Regions from separate parts of the Mus musculus genome. Here region 2 is linked to region 1. A link is a contact called in public HiChIP or PLAC-seq data. All regions are on one chromosome and are shown on one strand. The core of a region is the stretch at or near the end of the contact, and the rest is flanking DNA. Distances in the headings are between cores, read along the strand shown.

The links. HiChIP or PLAC-seq counts read pairs in DNA pulled down with a chosen protein or histone mark.
Region 2: a contact with region 1 is called in an H3K27ac HiChIP or PLAC-seq map of microglia, with 7 times the contacts expected there. The contact joins the promoter of Trappc10 here to the promoter of Pcnt in region 1. A contact is called at or near these places in 2 of 39 promoter capture datasets (liver and pre-B cells) and 1 of 115 datasets of contacts at active chromatin or transcription factors (microglia).

Annotation. Positions count from the first base shown.
Region 1 is chr10:76,440,321-76,444,889 of GRCm38.p6, forward strand. Pcnt (pericentrin (kendrin)) reads right to left here and starts at 2,592. Exons shown (of 42, transcript NM_008787.3): 1 at 2,245-2,592; 2 at 1-35. The coding sequence starts at 2,298.
Region 2 is chr10:78,242,580-78,247,148 of GRCm38.p6, forward strand. It overlaps Trappc10 (trafficking protein particle complex 10), which reads right to left and starts at 2,066. Exons shown (of 23, transcript NM_001081055.2): 1 at 1,857-2,066. The coding sequence starts at 1,923.

The DNA of each region.
Region 1 (4,569 bases), core at 1,342-3,841:
TCACCTTTTGTTTTTCTCTGTCGGAAGTTAGCAAGCTGCGGAAAAATTGAGAGCAGTAGTAGAAGCAGAGGTAAACCAGGAAGAAGTAACAAAACCACAAGGTCACCACACTTGTGGGGAGCATGAGGTCCGCGCTAGCGCCAACCACTCAGCCGCACGGGGGCGAGCGACCGCTTTCCCAGAAAACACTGCCTTCACTGACATCGATGCCCTTGGCATGAAGCTCAAAAATGACACGGAGTCTACAAATGGCTATTAATGATGCCTACAAGCAGGCAAAAAGAAAGCAATATGGCTGGGTGAAAGATTGGCTGTTCTAAGCCTTGGATAGTTTACAACAGATTTAAAATGCATCGATTTAACACACTGAGAGCTTAATTAAGTCTATATTCAAGTCTTAAAACTATGACATGAAGCTAGATCATCCCCTTCTTGCCCCCATTCGTCCCTAATGGAAGCAATCCATCGCCCAGCCAAAACTTCTTAGCCATAGACTCTGAGACGAGGTACAGAAATAGCAAAAACTTAATTAAGCCAGGTCAATCTAGCATCTTCCTTTGCAGAATCTTGATGCTCTACTTCTGACACAGCGCAGCAAAGCACTAGGGAGCATCCCAGAATGTTGCCTGCCAGTCAGAGGCACAGCGTAGCTCCTTTCTGTCCCTCAGATACAAGGCTTTTTGACTGTATTCACACACAATCTCCTCCTCGTACCCTATTCAAAAAGGCAAGCGCTGGTGTGCCAACGTCTCACTGGGGTGGGGTGGGGGGACATCTATTCCCTCAAATCACAACCAAGGCCACCCAAGCAGATGTGCCCCTGTTGATGAAAAGAGAAACGCACAGTTTCGTTGGCGGAGGAAATTAACAAGGCCACTTATCTGTGGGAAGAGAAATTTGAAGGGCACTGCCTACAGTACCAACTCTGTTCTAATCTCTTGCCTTCTCCACTGAATGCAACTGTCTGCCTCAGAGCTCGCCCTCTGCAGCATGTACTTGGTCTCTGGCCATGAACCTTCAATGAGTGGCCTTCTGGTTCGTCTCATTAGCCTCCATCTCCCTAAGGATATCTAATTGGGTTCACAAACCCACCCAAGTACAGACACCAGTTCCCCTGGTGAAGTACTAAACTTCACATGCCCTCATTTCTCAAAGTGTCTATCTACATGTGCCCAGCTTATACCCCATAAGGGCCACAATGGCTTCTGGCCGGCACCTGTAATCTGACATTGCTGTGCTCTCATTTCCTCTGTGTATTTTGCATGTTTTTTCGAAGTGGGTGCAGGGTGATAGTGGTGGTGGGGTTGTTGACACAAATGAAGAATTGCTGTTACTAGGCGAACCACAAAATCAACACAGCCCTTTCATGAAGGCTATAGCTATACTGTCCTGACAGTACAGGGTAGGGACACAGCCTCTGGTTCCACAGCCATGATAGCTGGCCAGAGATCCACTTCCAAAATGTTCGCACCTTCTCTTCCTCTGAATCCCCATCACCTTTCAAATAACTATCTTGCCAGGCAGTGGTCGTGCATGCCTTTAATCCCAGCACTTGGGAGGCAGAGGCAGGAGGATTTCTGAGTTCGAGGCCTGCCTGGTCTACCAAGTGAGTTCCAGGACAGCCAGGACTATACAGAGAAACCCTGTCTCGAAAAAAACAAAACAAAACAAAACAAAAAAACAAAACAACTATCTTAACAGCCACAAGTGTTCCCAGGGTAGAGTCTCAAACAAATTCAAAATCTGAGGCAGAAGGAGGTGAGAAGAGGACCCTCGGTAGTATGGCAGTTGTGGGGCCCGGCCAGAGAGCGAACAACGAAATACAACAACAGGACACCACTAGGGAGCAAAGTTCTTGGTTCCCTGGGAAAATAAAGTCTGAAGACGGTCTTTAAAAAGCCTTGGACAGTTTAGTCTCAGGAAAGTGCCTGAGCACCGGAAGCACAACAACTAAGAATGCTAGGTGACCAGGACCCGCCCATGGCGCTCGGGCCCACCTACAAGTCGTACGTCTCTGACGCTGATTGGCTGTGGGTGTAATAGGGCGGAGCGAGACAGAGGGCGCTGGATTCAAGATGGCGGCGCCTAGGAAGTGAATTCCGCAGAAGCGGCGGGAAGGACAAGCGCCCGGCAGTTCCCACTGCTCCACCGCCACCGCTTGTGTCAAGCGGCGGTCTGAGCACCGGAACCGCTTTAGGATTTCTTCCCCACCGCAAAGCTGAGAGAAGGATGCTACCGTCTAACCTTGGCTCTCCCAGCCTCCACCTTCCTGCGCCGCTGCTCCTGCTCGTCTTCCATCTCCACCTGGGCTCCCGGCGAGTCGCTCGGAGGTGACAGGGCGGCGGCGACACCGCCTTCGCTCTATTTACACTCCCTCCCTTCACCCACTCGCCTCCCCACCCCCCATACACACAACTGTCAGCTTCGCCCCGCCAATCCGGAGCCCCGTGTGGCCTTGCGCACGCGCGCTCCGCTGACGCTCCAAGGGCGGAGAGCCATCTCTCTGGTCCCCAATTGGTACGCCGACGCTCTCCACCCTCTTCATCCACGCCAATGAGCGAGGCGCGGCGTTCCCGGGGCTCGCGGGCGTTCGTCGACTGGGCGGCGGGAAGGTTTGGACAAACCGTTTTCCCGAGGCGGTGCTACCTATCGCCCTCTCCCGACAGGAGGAGGACTTACATACCAGCGGCTCTCCATGCCTCCGGTGCGCTCTGGGCACTCTCTCCCGCACTTTGCCAAAGTCGTTTTTTCTGTCGCGATGTGTTTCTGCGAACACTGGGGCATCCTCTAGGATCCACCAGCCCCCACTTTTGGTTCTCAGGTGCAGTCAACTGGGAGTCCTGCTTCCCTTCTTTGACCACTTCGGCCCCTCCTGAACACGGTCCCCTGTCTTCAATCCAAATCCAAAGAACAGAGTATAGCCAGAGTTACTCATTGAATGACACCTAAAACTTAGACCGCTGTCCCCAGTGGACCCCAGAGTTGCCACCCAGGGCCGTTTTGCATTCACGCACACGCTTCAATGTACAGAGTCGCTGTGTGTTCAGGCACCTGACTCTCACTCCATCCATCACCTCTACCAGGAAAGTCTTTCTGCCATAAGGAAATAAAGAAACTATGGTCCATTTGTAGTAAGAGGCGCGTTTAAAGCTCATCGGTGGATTACAGGAAATTAGGAGGATTGGGCCCTTGGATTCCCTAGCCGGCAGCAGGTTCTTTCTTGCCTAACATTTATTAATTTATCATTGGGTTGAAACGTTGCAGGCTGTTAACATGACTAACATAAAAGGAGAGGATCTGAGCTCCAGGATATATGTCAAGAGCTTTGCATCCTGCACGGATAGGATAGGGAAGCTGGAGAGAGGGTAATGCCTATAAGAATGAATCCTCCTGAAGAACTCAGTAGTGTGGAATTTGGGAACAGGGAAATGCCGTAAGGGCTATAAAACCTATTTTATACCAAATCTGCATGACAGCCGTTTTTGCCTTCTCTCTAGGCTGACACCCAACTTTACAAGATCCAAAAAATAAATTGTTTCACTTTCATGACTCAAAAGACTTCAAGCCTCTTAGGAAGTGTCTCTTGCACTGATGAAAACACTGAGTGGGTGGGGGTCCCTCTGGACAGACCTATCCTCTAGGATATGTTGGTCTCAGTCTTTGAGCCATGCAATATTTAAGGAATGTTTGAAGGGTGGTCGGTCATATTTTACATATCAAAACTTAAAGGACTGGAGAGATCAGCAGTTAAGAGCATTAGCTGCTCTTCCAGAGAACCCCCAGTTGATTCGCAGTACCCAATGGTGGCTCACAATTGTTACTCCAGTTCAGAGGATCTGATGCACACCTCTGGCTTCTGAGGGCACCAAAAACTCATGTGGCGCACATTGGTACCCATAAAATAATTTTTAAAGTATAAATAAATACCTAATAATATTTATTTCTTTGAACTATGAGTATGTTTGTGTCTCTGTGTGGAACTGGCAGGTATCCTTAGAGGTAAGAAGAGGGTGTTAAATGCCCTAAAGCTGGAGTTACAGGCAATTGTGCGTCAACAGATGTGGGTTCTGGGATCTAAATTACCCCCTCACTCACTAAGGAAATCCCTGCTTCGTATAGTGGCACGTGTCTTATACCCAGCACTGGAGAGGTGGGTCTCTGAGTTCAGGGCCAGCCAGGGCTAAAAAGAGAGACCCTATGTAAATATAAAATAAAAAGACTTGCTTGCTTAAAGCCCAATGTTAAGAAGACATTTTCTGCAGTGGGGTTCCCTTCTCTTAGAACCAGATGTGGGTTCTGGCATCTAAATTCTCTCAGACGACTATAACTTGTCCCAGGTTAACAGAGAACTAGCAGCCAGCATTGAGTGCATACTGCTCTTACAAAGGACCAGAGTTTGGTTCCTAGCAACCATGTCAAACAGCTCACAACTGCCTATAATGCCAGCTCCAAGGGGGATTAGCTGCCTCTGACCTTGTCAGTACTGGCAACCACATGCAAATACTCATGTACAGACACATACATACACATACATAATTAAAATAATAAAATGTCTTTAAAATCTAATTT
Region 2 (4,569 bases), core at 816-3,315, 1.8 Mb after region 1:
ATAAAACAGATTGTTTGGGGAGCAAACACTAAGAGAACCATATACACAGTATTGACGTGTTGTGAAGAGTGAACTGGCCTTTGGGTAGATTTCTGAACTGAGTTCGTTAGCTTCTCCTTTAAAACATAACAAGATAAAGAAGGAATAAGGTGGAACCAGGATAAGTGCTTGCCAAAGCTGCAGCCCCAGAAACATAAAAATGCCACTGAGTGTATACTAAGTCAGATTTCCTGAGTGTCAAAAAAAAAAAAGCCTTTTATTTTAAAGAGATTGCTTTTACATTTCTCTAAAACGACTTTGTTTTCTGAAATTCCAGTGAAGAGCTGTGCCCTCCAACTTGGGGACACCATCAGCACACTTTCTTATGATGCTACCCCAAAGCCATGGGAATCCCCCACCAACACCCAAACTCCAACAGGCCTACAGGAAGGCACCCTGCAGCTGTCCTGCACACAGGAAGGTAAGACATTAAATAGCACACATTTCCAAGTACTAGCTACCAGAGTAATTAACCCTTTCTCCTTAGCCACAGCCGATGCCGCTGAGCTTGCAACTTTACCTTCAGCAGGATGCTGATAAAATGTCTATGGCAATGAAGATGCCAATGTTCAAAGCTAAGGGTCGGGAGATGCAGTCAAGTAAGTGGGTGTCCCTGTGGGTTCTAAGTACTCATCCAGAATTCCTACTGTGCACAGTACTGGGGGAAAGTTCTCAGGACCTGGAACACATTGAATCCAACCATGAACAGGGTGCAACTTCCCTGAGGGGATCAAGGAGCACCCGGGCAGGGCGGGGCAGCCTCCAGACCAGCTCTGCCACATCGGTCCACCTGCCTGCAGGTGAGGTTTGGCAAGCCTCTCAGTTGCCAAGCATTCTGGGAAGAAAAAAAAAAAAAAACAAAACACACACAACTAACTGCTGAACTATGCAAGTCTCCCAACTTTATGGGAGACACATCCATATCCCTGAGAAAGTTAATCTAGCAATAAAGAGATGTAAGTCTTTAAATATGAAATGTCTATGCGGTTACAGGAAGGAACTGGGAGGAGCCCATGTATCCAAGGGCCCAAAGGAGAAAACAGAGCAGGGTGTGCTGGAGACCTTGGGAACCCTGGGGCCTAGCACCAGGTTTTGCAAATATGCTTCCTGTTTAGAAAAAAGTAAATTCATAAGGTCAAGCACATACTGAACTGCCAACAGCCACGTATCACACCTGTCCTTTGAGAGACAGCACCGCAAAGCTGTCAAAATGTTAACCAACCCGTCCACACTTCCCATGAGTCCATAGTTTGCAAAACTACTCCGTTCTGAAATTATGCTTTAAAATGAGGGTTTTCTTTTTCTGTAGCAGAGAAACCAATCTTTGTGTGTGAGTGTGTGTGTGTGTGTGTGTGTGTGTGTGTGTGCATTCAGTGGGAGAAGGAACAAGTGCGGAAGGGGATGTCCGAGCGGGAACTCGCTGGTGGAGCAGCTCTGGAAAGTGCCTATAAGCACAGGATGATTGGACCAGACAGAGCTGGGTTCCTTCCTAAGCCTGGCCGGCCACCTGCCACTCCGGCTTGACAGTCACTAGAGGAAGAGCACCTGCGCTCTGCGGAGAGCTGGGCCTGCCCACCGGACTGCGGTCAGCGCGCAGGAGAGCCGACCCACGGGGAAGGCCGGCCCGATCCCTAGCAGCACTGACAGTACAGAACGAGCTGCTCCGGAGACCGCCCAGGTCAGGACCCAAAGCTTGGCGTCGGCTGCACAGCGGGTCGGAGGTCACCCGCGGAAAGGTCGGAGGTCGGCTGTGTCCGCGTAGATGGGAGCTGCCAAGCCCGGCCGCGCCCCCCGCCCGCCCGCCCCGCCGCACTTACAGGTGACGATGGGCTTGTTCTCCATGGTGTAGACCACCGGTGGCTGTGGCTCCTCAGGGGCGTCCATGGGCGTCCGGCGTCACCGGCCCGGCCCCCCGCCCGCCATGGGCACCCGAGGCAGCGCGGGGCCCGCTGAGCCCGCGCCTCCTCGCCGCCGGCCCCCGGCAGCTCCTAGCCGGCCGCCCGCCGCCGCCGGCCGCGTCCACTTCCGGCCCCGGCGCCGCCGCGTGACCACTTCCGGGGCGCGCGACTTAAAGGGGCGGGCCTCGCCGCCGAATGCCCTCCTACGAAAAAGGCCGCGTGCCGGGCCGCCCGGCGGTGCAGGGCGGGGCCGCTGTAGCTGTCAATAGCGGGAGCCGCCTCTGCCTCGGTTCTCAGGCAGCTGCAGAGGACAGAGGGCGGCGCACGTGCCTGAGCTCCTTGACCCCACCTTCTCAATGCCCAAGCTTGGTGACCCTTGCTTGGTCTCATCAGACCTGTCTAAACTGGATTCTCCTCGGCTTCGCACCTGCAGATGCTCCCTTACCCTCATCCTCGCTTCTACCCTGTGTGCCCCCACGTCACGTCTGGCGGAATTCCCGTTATCTCCGAGGGAGCTTCCTCCTTTCCGGCTTCTGCAGGATGCCTTGGGTCGGTTTTTACATCTGGGCGAGCTCAACTGTGCAGTGCCAAGCTGAGTCTCTGCTTGCCTGTTAACACGGACTTGCCAAGTGTGCTGACTCAAAGCGAGGCAAGATCGAAAGTGTTCCACCCACCCCGTACAACTCCATGTGCACCCGCTGGCACGCCAGCTTCCCACTGTCCTTTCTGGTTTTGTGAGGTTTTTGTTTGATTGGTTGATTAGGTGGTTTTACTCGTATGAACCACCACATAGGTCGTTTCCACCTGCGTCAGCCTTCAGCACTCTTTCCCTTGGCTCCCAGAATGCTCCCTATGTCCCACCTTCATCAGTACTGGTCACCTATAGCTGGTACTGCTTTGAAGCCGCTAGGTATTGTGAATGTCGCAAAATCAAATATTGCTTTGAACTGAACTCGGCGCAAGTAAAGCAGGTCTATGGGAGCTTTTGCAAATGGGATTCAGTGTGCAAATGGAATGTCTGAGCATGACTTGACTGTTGGGGAGCATGTTGGTTTGGGCTTTCAGGCAACTGATTAGGGCAGTTGAAGCAGGTGGAGACTGCCAGGCACAGGGGTTCTCAACCTGTGGGTCCCGAGCCTTTTGGCAAACCTCTAGCTCCAAAAAAAATATTTACATTATGACCCATAACAGTAGCAAAATTACAGTTTATGAAGTAGTAACAAACTATTTTTATTTATGTAATAATTTTATTTTTACTTCTTTAATATATTTATTTTGTTTATTTAATATTTTTCTCTAATATTTTTATTTTTATTTATTTAATTTTTAGTTTATTTATTTAATTTTTATTCATTATTTAATATTTTATTTTTATTTACTTAATATTTATTTTTTATTTAGGAGGGTCACAGCATTAGAAAGGTTCAGAACCACTGGCCTAGAGAGAGCACAGCAAAGCAAGAATAGGGGTCCAAAGCCTCCGTGGACGTGCCAAAGGTTTTTCACCCCATCCAGCTAAGCGTTTGTGAGATGTCAGCACAAAGAACGAAGCTCTCACCTCAAATGGAATAAGAGATGGTGTGCTTCGGAGCCAAATTTGAGTGCCCGCCACCCAGGGGACAAGGATTTTGAGGAATCCTCTGAGGCCTCCTGAGTGGGTAACCCCAGGTTTCGTGATCCCACATGGAAGCACTTGAAGCTTTATAGTTGCAGAACATAAAAAGTCATAAATCAAGACAATTTAAAATACATTGGTGAGTACGTCAGAGAGGCTGTTATAGCTAGAAGGTGGACTCTCTCCTGTTGGCCTCAAATACCATTCTTAGCTTTGGAGGTGGGAAAGCTAGTTGTGATGGTTTCTATACACTTGGGCCAGGAACAAGGGGTGGCACTATTAGCACATGTGACCTTGTTGAAGTAGGCCTGTTACTGTGGGTGTGGGCCTTCACCCTATCTACCTGGAAGTCAGTCTTCCACTAGCAGCATTCAGATGAAGATGTAAAACTCTCAGCTCCTCCTGCACCATGCCTGTCTAGATGCTGCCATGCTCCCACCTTGATGATAACAGACTGGACCTCTGAACCTATAAGCCAGCCTCAGTTAAATGTTGTCCTTTATAAGATTTGCCTTGGTCATGGTGTCTGTTCACAGCAGTAAAACCCTAGCTAAGACACTAGTGGTCTGCAAAGTTAATAGATTCCAACACTTTTTTTTTAATCTATTAGTCACAGAGTGTTAGTTCTGACACTGGGGTGGGCAATGAATGGATATTTAGGGGCTGACACTAGGCTATCATAAAATAACTAGCCTCTAGACCTGCAGCCTTGTAACCACTCCACCTCAATGTCGTTGTGATTAGTCACTCAATCTTTGCAGACAAACCTCCTTTCCAGGAATTCTGCTTCACAGGAATGGGTGGCAGTGGGGCTTGTCAGGAACAACAGGGACACTCAGGCCAAACAGTACAACATTCAGCTGAGACACTATAGTAAGGACCGTATCACCAGCCCACAGGCTCCCTCTGCAAAGTGATAGAAGGACTTCCGACTTTACAGGTAAGTCTCTTACCCCGATTCCATAGCAACCCTTTAACAGCTTAAACTCAAGTCTTAGCCTAGGGACTGTATATCTC